2 separate regions of the Bos taurus genome follow, and region 2 is linked to region 1. The links are chromatin contacts, called in public Hi-C maps. All regions are on one chromosome and are shown on one strand. The core of a region is the stretch at or near the end of the contact, and the rest is flanking DNA. Distances in the headings are between cores, read along the strand shown. Region 1 holds the start of PICK1 (protein interacting with PRKCA 1). Region 2 holds the start of CSNK1E (casein kinase 1 epsilon).

What was found. Hi-C and Micro-C count contacts between places; a contact is called where the count stands out from the background.
Region 2: a contact with region 1 is called in a Hi-C map of skin fibroblasts, with 4 times the contacts expected there. The contact joins the promoter of CSNK1E here to the promoter of PICK1 in region 1. A contact is called at or near these places in 3 of 11 Hi-C or Micro-C datasets (liver, skeletal muscle and skin fibroblasts).

The regions. Positions count from the first base shown.
Region 1 is chr5:109,831,880-109,837,551 of ARS-UCD2.0, forward strand. PICK1 (protein interacting with PRKCA 1) reads left to right here and starts at 2,801. Exons shown (of 13, transcript NM_001035401.2): 1 at 2,801-2,938; 2 at 3,093-3,190; 3 at 4,566-4,677. The coding sequence starts at 3,150.
Region 2 is chr5:110,080,376-110,086,047 of ARS-UCD2.0, forward strand. It overlaps CSNK1E (casein kinase 1 epsilon), which reads right to left and starts at 2,942. Exons shown (of 7, transcript NM_001078109.1): 1 at 2,867-2,942.

The sequences.
Region 1 (5,672 bases), core at 1,551-4,050:
GCTCTGCGGGAGATACAGAGAAGGACAAGATCTGCCCCCAGGGACTTCCTGTCCAGCTGGAAAGACAAGAAGTGCTTACTATGGTGATGGAACAAGGTACTCACACTTTCTTTCCCCTCAAATGAATTCGTGGTCCCAACCTGACCCCATGAATTGGCTGGAACAGGTTCCCATGCTGTGTGGTCAGACCCAGGAGAGCCATCCACTGATAAATATAAAGTGAGTCATCGTATTTTCACACAAACATGTATTACAAAGCACCTGATTTTCTTTTTCAAGTTTGTCACAGTGACACCTGTTGATGGCTTCCTGGCATCCTATGGAAGGGGGGATGTGCCAGGGACTATAAAGTCAGGACAGAAAAGGAACTCAGGAAGGAGAGAGATAGGGAAAATAAGTTTATGGTTTGTCAAGACAGGACCCCTAAGCCCCAATTTTAAAGGGGAACAGAACTCCCCAGGTAAAATTCAAACATGTGATAAGTGAATCAACACAGAATTGACTCAGGGAAGCCATGAAGGGATTTCACAAGATGACACATAGTTAATTGCCAAGTGAATGATCCAAATAACAACTGTTTCAGGGGCTCAGAAAAAGAGACAAGATCTGTGAGCCAGGACTGTCTGGTAAGGCTGTCTGCAACAGGTGGATTAGAGCTGGGCCTGGGAGACAGGGAAGTCAAGGAAGAAAAGAGAAGAGGCTGGGCATTTTGCCCTCCCTTGGGAAGAGGGACTGGAGTGGGCTGGCCGAGGGCGGGGGGCGGGGGTTGTCAAGAGACTTGAGTGACATCTGTGTCATGCGAATTGTTTCCAAAGCACTCACATCTGTTTCTCCTTTAAAACAATATTTATTTTTCTCTATTTGGCTGCATAGGGTCTTAGTTGTGGCACATGGGATCGAGTTCCCTGACCAGGGATTGAACTCAGGCCCCCTGTATTGGGAGTGGAGAGTCTTAGCCACTGGACCACCAGGGTATTCCCTGTTTCTCCTTTTTATCTTGACTTTCACAAGCACTTTTGGGAGAACCACTGTCCCCAGTCTACAGATATCTGAACTCAGAGTCAGGCAGTGACTTGCCCAAGATCCCCCAGCTTCAAGATGACAGTATCTGGGAATGAGCTAGGGCTACTGTGAGGTGGAAGAGCCACAGTCCACATTAAATAATCTGGCTTTGGAGACTGCTGATTTTTAGAATAGAAATTCTGGCCTGCAAATAGGACTTGGAAATACCAGCCCTAGCTCTGCTACCAGCCACCTGGGAGACAAGGGGCAGTGTCTCTCTGAGCCTCAGTTTCCTTACCTGCACAATGTGGCTGACAGTACTTGTTCTTCTCTCATAGGATCAAGGTGAACTTTGAAATCCTGTGAAAGTGATCTTAATGGTGGAGCCAAGGGTACATGGAAAAGTTGTTGCTATTGTGGTACTCTGCACAACTGCCAACACTCAGATAGCTCCCGGAGGAGAGGGTGGGGCTCCCATCAGGCCATGGGATGTGTGGATAATCACCCTTCTGCATCTCTCCTTCCTCCACTGCCCCTGGAGGAATCTGGACAGGCCTGGTCCCATGCTTCCTGGATGAGGCAGATGCTAGGGCTGGGGCTCTGGGAGTCCCAACCCCTCCAGGGAACTTACTATACACAGTACTGCAGCAGAGGTTGGCGGGGAGAAGAGATTTGGGCTTGTCGGCTGCGAAGCACTGATGGCATTTTCAGAACCTCAGGTGCACAGGGCTGTGACCTTCAGTGTGACCCCAAGGGGGCAGCTCCTCAGGACTAAGGAAAGAGAGGGAGTGTGAGGCGTCTTTTACTAAATATCATAGAAAGCATCTGCCCCGGTGCTCTTAGTTTGCATTTGGAGAAAGGAGGTATGTAAAGGGAAAGGAAGGGAATCCAACCTGTCGGTAGCAGAGCCGCTGACCACAGGTGTGCAGGTGTTAGAAAAGCGCTGGACTAGGTGGCAGGCGTCTCAGGGTTGCGATCTGGATCTTACTCCAACTGTGGAAGGCTCTGGACAATATCTCTTCCCCTTGCTGCTGCGGCTGCTGCTGCTGCTGCTGCTAAGTCGCTTCAGTTGTGTCCGACTCTATGCGACCCCACAGACGGCGGCCCACATCCCTGGGATTCTCCAGGCAAGAACACTGGAATGGGTTGCCATTTCCTCCTCCAATGTGTGAAAGTGAAAAGTGAAAGTGAAGTCGCTCAGTGTGTCCGACTCCTAGCGACCCCATGGACTGCAGCCCACCAGGCTCCTCCGTCCGTGGGATTTTCCAGGCAAGAGTACTGGAGTGGGGTGTTATTGCTTCAGGTTACATGTGCTTTAATTTGCTTCCTGGGGGTCCCAGAGGCGTCACAACACCCTAACACAAGGTGCTGAAAATGTTAAAGGGAACCCGTCGAGGTTTGTAGTCCACTGAATTTCACTGGAGGTCTCCCGGTCTGAGGATGCGTCCGTTGCCACGGCAACCAGCCAGGCGTCTTGGTCCCCTGCGTCCCGCTAAGGAAGCTGGGAAGAACCCTGCCCTTACCAACATGGCGGCGGCCATAGGCCAAGGGGCGGGGTTGAGCGCCGTCGGCCTCTCCAGACCTTTACTCTGTTTCCGCTTTTTCATGCTAAGGGGGAGCTTCCGTCAATACTTATTCTCTTTCCTGGTTCTGGGAGCCCCAGGAGGCTGGGAGGGAAGGGTTGCTTGCAGGGATCGGGGCAAATACCCAGGGCAGGAAGGCGGGACTTCCGCGTCCCGCCGGAAGTGACGCGACAGTCGCGGCCACGGACAGGTGGAACGGCAGGTGGGTTCAGGTGCCAGCCTGGCCCGGACCCGTCTGTGGGACTGACGCTTCCGGTGAGCTACAGAGGCAGCTCCCGAGGGCCTGGAGACCCGTGGGGCGGGCTCTGGGATCTAAGCCCCCAGCCCTGGCCTGGAGTTCCCCTCTGTACCTAGTAAGAATCACCTACCCACCCCCCACCCCGGGACAATCCCCCATCGTCCGGAGGGGAGGAGGAGGGCCTGGCTCTCGCTGATAGCCGGGGTTGAGGTTGGTATTTAGGCACTTTGGTTTCCTAAGCCCTGCCCTCTTTTCTCATCCGGATCCAGTTCCCCATTCCCCTGCCGAGCTGGACAGTTAGCCAGCCCACTGAAACTCTCGGAACCATGTTTGCAGACTTGGATTATGACATCGAGGAGGATAAACTGTGAGTATGTTGTTACCCCAAGTCCCACGAGTGCAGGAACCCCAGATCCCCTAAATCCCTGGACTTTCGAGTTCCAGAGACCCTTGCTTCTCAGCGTAAGCTTAGAAGCTGCAATGAATCCTGCCCTTCCAGGAGCTCACCATCTGTAGGGGGCTATGGACATATTGATGGATAGTTGCAACTCAGGGCCATAAGGGCCCTAATGGAGAACGACATGGCTACAAGGAGAACCCAGCCAGCTGAGCAGTGCCTCTGCTGGGGTATTCAGGGAAGGAGTCACAGAAGAGGTGGCAATTGAGCCAGGTTTTGAAGGATGAATAGGAATTTCATAAATACACCTTCCTTCCCAGGATAAATGATTAGTGGAGCAGATTTTTAAAAATTAAGTTAGTCTTCTTGTTAGAATTGGAGAAGGAAATGACAATCCGCTCCAGTATTCTTGCCTGGAGAATCCCATAGACAGAGGAGCCTGGCAGGCTTACAGTCCATGGGATCTCAAAGAGTCAGACATGACTGAGCAACTTCACTTTCTTTCTTTCCTTCACAGAAGAGGTGGCAATTGAGCTAGGTTTTGAAGGATGAATAGGAATATCATAAACATACCTTTCTTCCCAACATAAATGATTAGTGGGAGAGATTTTAAAAAGTTAAGTTAGTCTCCTTATTAGAATGTATCCTCCCTCAGAGCAAGGATGAAATGCATCACCTTTCTGTGTCCTCAGCACTGATGGTGCTCAACATCAGCAGGTTGTTAGCAAATGTTTGTCGAGTGAATAAGAGAATAAATGAGAGTATTTGCCACAAAACATAAATAAGTGCTAATGTATAGTGAAAATTGAGAGGTAATTGAGTATAACAATTGAGAGATGGGTGATGCGTAGTTTAACAGGAGAAGGCTTCCTGGAGGCGGTGGCTTATGATTTATGTAGCTGAGAAGGTGACAAGCATAGAGTCTGACTCAACTCTTAGAGGGAAAATGAACAGGGAAGGGGGACCTATTTTTTTGAGTGCCTACTCTTGGCTGAGTTGGTGTTAAGTGGCTTCCATGTACTTTTGAAGTGGCCATTGTTTTAATCTATATGATTTTATGAATGAGGAAATTGAGATGCAGAGAGGGTGACTTGCTTATCCAAGACCCACAGCTGATAAATGGCCAAGTTGGGGTCTGATGCCCCATTAGCATGGATCCAAGAGCTCTGCGGTGTTCCAGCACAAAATGACAAAATGCTGTGTTTTTGGCCAAATGAGAAAGAGCTTCCCTCTGTAGCACGTGTAGCACTAAGAGGATCTTGGGGGTTTTGGAGGGCCTGTCTCCATCCCCATCTCCTCCAGTCATTCTTCCAGGAAACTCAATTGCACGTGCTTCTCTTTCTAGCGGAATCCCTACTGTGCCTGGGAAGGTGACCCTGCAGAAGGATGCTCAGAACCTGATCGGGATCAGCATTGGAGGAGGGGCCCAGTACTGTCCCTGCCTGTATATTGTTCAGGTATTGAGTGCTTTGGAGGTGGGAGGGAAGTGCTGGAGGGGGTGAGCCACCTGGCTACTTGGACATGACAAAGGTTCATTCCTCTGCTCTGTAAAGCTGGCTCCTTCTCATTCTCTTCAGAGGGGCTTCCCTGAACACCCCCTCTCAGTAGGCCTGCCCTTATTTTTCTGTCATTTCAATCTGGTTTTTTTCCTTCTCAGCACTTACCACCATCTGTACTCTCATGGATTTGCTCACTAATTCTGTATCTAGCTGCTTTTCCATACTCTCTGCACCATGAGGGCAGGATCCCAGTTTGCTTTTTCACTGCAGTCAGCACCTGTACAAGGCCTGGCAAATATTGGACCTTCAATAACAGTGTTGTCAATGAATCAACAAAACCGTCAACCTTTGGTACTAACACAGGTGTGAGGCATAGTAGAAAGACTAAAAGACTATGAATGGCCTGAGTTTAAATGCAAGCTTCCCTGCTTATTAACTTGTTAACCTCTCTGGGCCTCCGTTTTGTTACTTGGAAATTGGGGATGTAAAATGCATAGGTCCAAGCATCTTTGGGTTGCTGTGAAGAATAAACTCAACAATGACATCCCACAGTTTCTGGCCCTTAAGCAGTACTCCCCCAGTGGCAGCTGTTACTATTTTTACGACAGTTCACTTTCCCAGATGATCTGCCAGCGGTACTTTACAGGTTTGTGGTCCTTATTGCACAGGAGCTGCCCTGGTGATGTTCTGTCCGCTGTGACTCACAAGTGGGCACTGGCCTGCTTTACTGTGGGGCTGGTTGGAGTCAGTGATCTTTCTGTAGTCTTGGAAGGAAGCTTGCTCCCCCAGACATCAACTTGACCCGGACTCTGCTCTATTCTAACCTTCTCAGCTAAGTAGCCATTGGTGGCAGATGAGAAACATCAGTCTCTCTGAGGCTCTCTCAAGAGTCACTTCTAAGGCCTTGAAGATGGAGATTCCCTGGATCTGGTCTTGCCTGCTCAGAATGTGGC
Region 2 (5,672 bases), core at 1,692-4,191, 250 kb after region 1:
ACACTTAAGTTGTAACAAACAGACATACATTTAAATACAAAAGCCATGTTCAAAATTATCTGTACAGACTGGGTATGCAGCCAAAGTCTGCATTAGTATTTAGGAGCCCTGCAATGCGTTCTCACTTGAGAGGCAGTGATGGTAGAGACCCTGCTTCAACGAGTTGGATTCAAGTCCTCCATCAGCTACTTCTGGCCTATGTGGCAGGGTGAGTTTATAAAACCTTCCGAAGCCTCATTTCATCATCTCAGGGATTGGTGTGGTAATAGCACTCAAGTGGATTAAAAGAGGTGATGGACCAAAAGTCTGTAGCCAGAGCCTGACACATATTGATATGTGCAGTTATAACCAACTCAGTTACAGGAAGCAGAGCCAGGCTTGGTCTGGGCCTTGGGATGAGCCCTGCTCTGATGGAGTGTGTCAGTTGCAGACTCAGAACCCAGAATGAGTCATTAGAAATCAGTGTGACCAGGGTTAAGGACATCAACAGGACATCAGCAGGATATTGACATCCCAGAAAGCCCTGATGGTCCAGGCAGAAGATGACAACAGGTGTGCATCAAATCAGACACCATTGTAGGCTAAAGAGGCAGCAGTAATGGGAACCAACACTTGAGTTAGCATGGCCAGGATTGAATCTTGGCTCCATGTGAGTAATTTATTTAACTTTTTGTGCCTCAGTTTCACCATCTGTAAAATGGGAACAATAAGGGGACAATTTCATAGTATGGCTCAAAAGCACTTAGAAAAAGAGGCTGGCAAACCTCTTGAGAGGACAAGAGGCTCTCAACAAGTCTTAGTTCTCAAGTTCTGTGAATTGGAAGGCGACTTCCCCGATTCTGCTTCAGAACATCAGAGATCCCTGACACCCTCGTTATTGTCCTGGAGTGACAGGCCTGGCAGAAACAGACAGCCTCAAGGGAATTCCCCTAATGGTCCAGTGGTTAGGACTCTGCGTGTCTACTGCTGGGCCCTGGGGGATTTGATTCCTGATCAGGGAACTTAGATCTCGAAAGCTCCGCAGCTTGGCCAAAAAAGAATAAAGAAAAGAGAAAGCCTCGGAGGATTGTAGACCCTCAGTACAAGATTTTCTTAGTCCTCAGGAGTTCCTGCCAGGATTCAGAGTCCTTCTCATCCAGTGGGAGCGGGCTGTCAGGGCACATTATGGGAGAGCCAAATTAGAAACACAGAACAGAATGTCCCAGGTCAGGAAACAGATGATTCGGAGAGTATGGATTTCCCACTCTAACTGAAGTGTGGCCACAGCCTAGTGAAGCTGACAAGTCCCAGACCCCATCCCCCTGAAGATGGCTAGGGGTCAAGAAGATGAGGGGCTCAGAGTAAGGGTGTATGACCAGAGACAGACTATGTCCCTGAAAGTGGAAGGAGGCCCTGGCTAGCTGTGGATAGGCAGGCCTGGCAGTGGGTACTAAGTAGGTAGGTGAGGAGTTATTCTCCCCATTTGACAGATGAGAAAATGGAGGCTCGCAGAACAGAGACATCTGTTTTCTCTAAGCACAACTTAGCCTGGTATAAGTGCAGCTGGTGACTCAGCCCTGAGCTCTTCCTCTTCCTACACTGAGTAGTCTCTGGTGTGGAGGCCCCTGAGGGTATTAGGAGCCTGGGACTCCACATGTACTCTGTTACTGCTGCCTGTGTGGATCCTGAACAAATCACCTGTGCTCAAGCCTCAGTTTCCTTATCTGTACAAGGGGCTGACGACTAAGCTCCACCTCTGCCCACTCTACTTTTCTTGCAATCCGCTCACTCTGAACTCTTTCCAGAAGCTGAGGAGCTGAACCCAAGGAGGTGGCTGGAGGTTGCCAGCAGGGCCTTAGGGGCCCTGTCTGTGCCTGTCCCAAACACAGTGGATGGCCATGCCCATCTTTCCCAGACCCAGAGGCCTCTCCATTCTGAGGTTTTCCCCAAGAACCCATCCTCCATCCCCAACTCTTCCTCTACTCCACTCATTGAGCAGTTTCCACTCGTCCAAATCCCTCCTCCAACCTCACAAACAAGTGGACCCTTTTTCTGCTGGAACCATGGGAGCTGGGTGGGAGATGGGGATTGTCTACATAAATTAGCTCACTTAATCTTCACAGTACCCTGGGGAAACAGATTTATGTAGCCATTTCTCAGATGTGGAAACTGATGCTTAGAGAAAGCAAAGATCTTTCCCAAGATTCCTTTGTTGAAGGCCTCCTTGACCTAGAGCCCATGTTCTTTCTATTATACATCTCTGTCCCCCCTTCTAATCCTTCCTCCAAGTGTTCAGAATGGTACCCAACTACGGCCCATCCTTCAAATGTAACATTATGCAGCCATTAAAAATAATGATTATACATACTGGAATGACTAATAACAACACAAGAAAATGCATATGACACAATGTTAAGAAGGGAAGACACAAAACCTGTAAATACAGTATGATAAAGTTGCATTACAATGACTGCCTCTAGAAAAAAGATTGAAAGGAAATACATCAAAATAGCCACAGTTGTTTTGCTTGTGTGTTAGTACCATGGGTGATTTCTTTCCTACTTTTATCCAGTTGCCAAACAATCAGTGTCTGTTACTTTTACAACAAAGAAAAGATACCGTGTAAAAAAATAATAATTTGTGGCTGAAATATTTGGAAATCTGCTATCTCCCCGTCAGCTTCCCCTCCTTCAAATCCCTCCAAAGGCTACGCTTTCAGTACACCGTGACTATAAACAAGAGATAGGTAGTTTGGGGAGAAACCAGTACCTCCTCGCACGCCGGACCAGCTCCGCTCTTAGACCAGGCTCTTTTCTGGGTCCAGTGAAGACTCCCACCCCAGACCCTCCTCTTAGCTCCCCCGGTTGGAGCTCCTGCGGACGCTCACCTGACACTCGTGGGCTGGCCTCCGATGCCAGATGCGCACACCTGTCCCTCCAGGTGAGGACTCTGCGAGCGCGCCGCGCGCAGGAAGGAGGGAGCCGGCCAGGGGCGGGGCCGTGACGTCACCAGATCGGTCCCGCCCCCGACTTCCCGGGCACTCCCCCGCTTCCAGGCCCGCGGGGATTCGTGATTCTCGTGTTTGCGGGGTGAGGTGAGGGGACACTTCCCCCGACACGCACACCTCATTCGGACTGGGCCCCCAGCCATCCATCAGCGGTGCCTCCAAAGTGCGACCCTCGGGGGTGGGCGGACTGAGAGGGGAGGTCCCTCCACCACCCCCAAATCCCTCTGCTAACACAGAACTGCGGAGTTCTCAGATTTCAGGTTCACGTCAGCTGGAGTAAGGAGTGATCGAAGGGACGGGGGTAGCCTGTGATTCCCCCCGAGTATTTTCTTCATTTCCTACTCCGCTCTCTGTACTACCCTCTGACCCCACCTCCTGCTAAGGGTGTGCGTGAACGGCCAAGAAGGGTGATTCCAGCTCTTGGGTATCAGGGGAAATTACCTGCCATCTGACACCCATAGTCAGAAACTGTTTCCATCTTCTTTGTATGATCAGAGCCTGTTTATATTTGGCAAAGTTCAATGTTGAAAATTCTAGCAAAACGGTGGCAAAAATCAAGAGCACCACCCGGGTTCACCTCTCCAAGCCCTTTGAAAATGTGCTGGCCCTTGGGCTCCGTGATTTCATTCTGAAAATCTATCTTGAGGAAGTCATTCAGGCATACGTGTCCCCTGTTCCTTATTGTGGTGAACTTGGAACTAGTTCAAGTGTCCAACACCCGGCTCAGGTGAACAGCACAAACACACCATCGAATATTATGCAACCATTGAAGAGTTATGTTTACAAACAGCTAAGCATACAAGGAAATATGTTAAAATATTAAGAGAATAAAAGCAGGCTGTAAGTGAGTGGTGACAGCAGGCTTAGTTGTACTTTAAAGCCAAACACAATTTCCTGCATGGGAAAGAAAGCTTAAAGAAAAAGTTCACTGTGGTTCTTTCTGGGTAGGAGCACTATGAAGCTTGTTTTTTATCCTTGTTTCCTGTATTTCATCTAATAGGATCATTTCACTTTTATAAAGTCCCTCTATCTCTTTCTTAAATAGTTCCCATTAATTGAGCACTTCCTATAATTTAGAATAAGCCCCTTTCATGCAATCCTTGCAATAGTCCTGAAGAAGCAATGAGTAGTCTCTCCCTCCCACCAGGAAGCCTCGAGGCTAGCGTGACCCTGGTAGGACCCTGGGGTGGGGTGAGAGGTGGGGCACAGACACAGCTTCGGGGAGACCAAGCTCTGAGGTTGACAGGTCAGATATTTCAGCCTCCACAGTTAATTTTATAGCCTTAATGTATTCTTCTGATTATAAAAGCAGCATCTATGTTTTTACAGAAAATTGAGAGTAAGCAAAAGGTAGAGAAGAAAAGTCAATCCTTTCACCGCCTTATCTTTTATTATGGAAATTTTAAATAATACTAAAAGGTAGAGGGGATATAGTATAATCAACCCATATACCCAATACCAATTTTCAATAAATATCAACATTTTTTATTCTTGTTTTATCTACCCCCCCACATTAAAAAAAATTATTGGCATATAGTTGATGTACAATGCTGTGTTAGTTTTAGGTGTACAGCAGAGTGAATCAGTTATGTGTATATAGATACATCAACTCTTTTAAAAAATTCTTTTCCCATATGTGCCATTACAGAGGACTGAGTAGAGTTCCCTGTGCTATGCAGTAGGTACTGATTAGTTACTTATTTTATATACAGTAATATGTATGTGTCAATCCCAACCGCACACACATTTTTTTAAAGAAAAATACAGAGATCATATTTCACCTATAAATACTTTGATAATTATCTCTAACAGATAAGGAAATTGTTAAAAAACAAAACATAGGCCCACACACAACTATTAGAACAGCTGTTGAAAACAATACATCATTTAATATGCAGTCCATGGCCAAATTTCCCTAGTTTATCTTCAAAGTATCTTTTTATAGTTGGTTTCCTTGAATCAGAATCCACACAAGACCCACATATTATATGTTTGATAAATCTTTTAAATCTCTTTGTTTCCTTGAGATGTAATTCACCTATCATAAAATTCACATATCATGTAATTCACATATCATTTAGAAGGTGTACAATTTGATGGCTTTCAGTAGGTTCACAGGGTTTTGCAAGTACTACTTTATCCCTATCTAAGCCCCTAAAACTTTTATCATCCTAGAAAAAGAAACCCCATACCCACCAGCAGTCACTCCCCATTTCTATGCTCCTCCAGCCCCTGGTGACCACTCAGCCACTTTGGTCTTTTGCCTACTTTGGTTATTTTACATAAATGGGATCACATGATATGCGACCTTTTGTGTCTGGTTTCATTTGGCATCATGCTTTCAAGTTTCCACCATGTGGCCACATATATCAATCCTTTTCATGGCTGAATAATAGTCCAGACCAAGTTTTCCACCATCTAGAATTGGTTGACTGCATCCCTGCGGTGTCTTTTAACATGCTCCACTATCCTCTATGTTTCTCATAATCTGGTAGTTAGATGTAGATTCTAAAAACTGAAAGCTTGATTTTTTTTCATTAATTAATTTTTATTTATTTATTCATTTGTTTTTGGCCATATAGCATGTGGGATCTTAATTCCCCAACCAGGGATTGAACCCAGGCCCCCTGTATCAGAAGGCAGAGTCTTAACCACCTGACCACCAAGGAAGTCCCTTGAGGCTTGA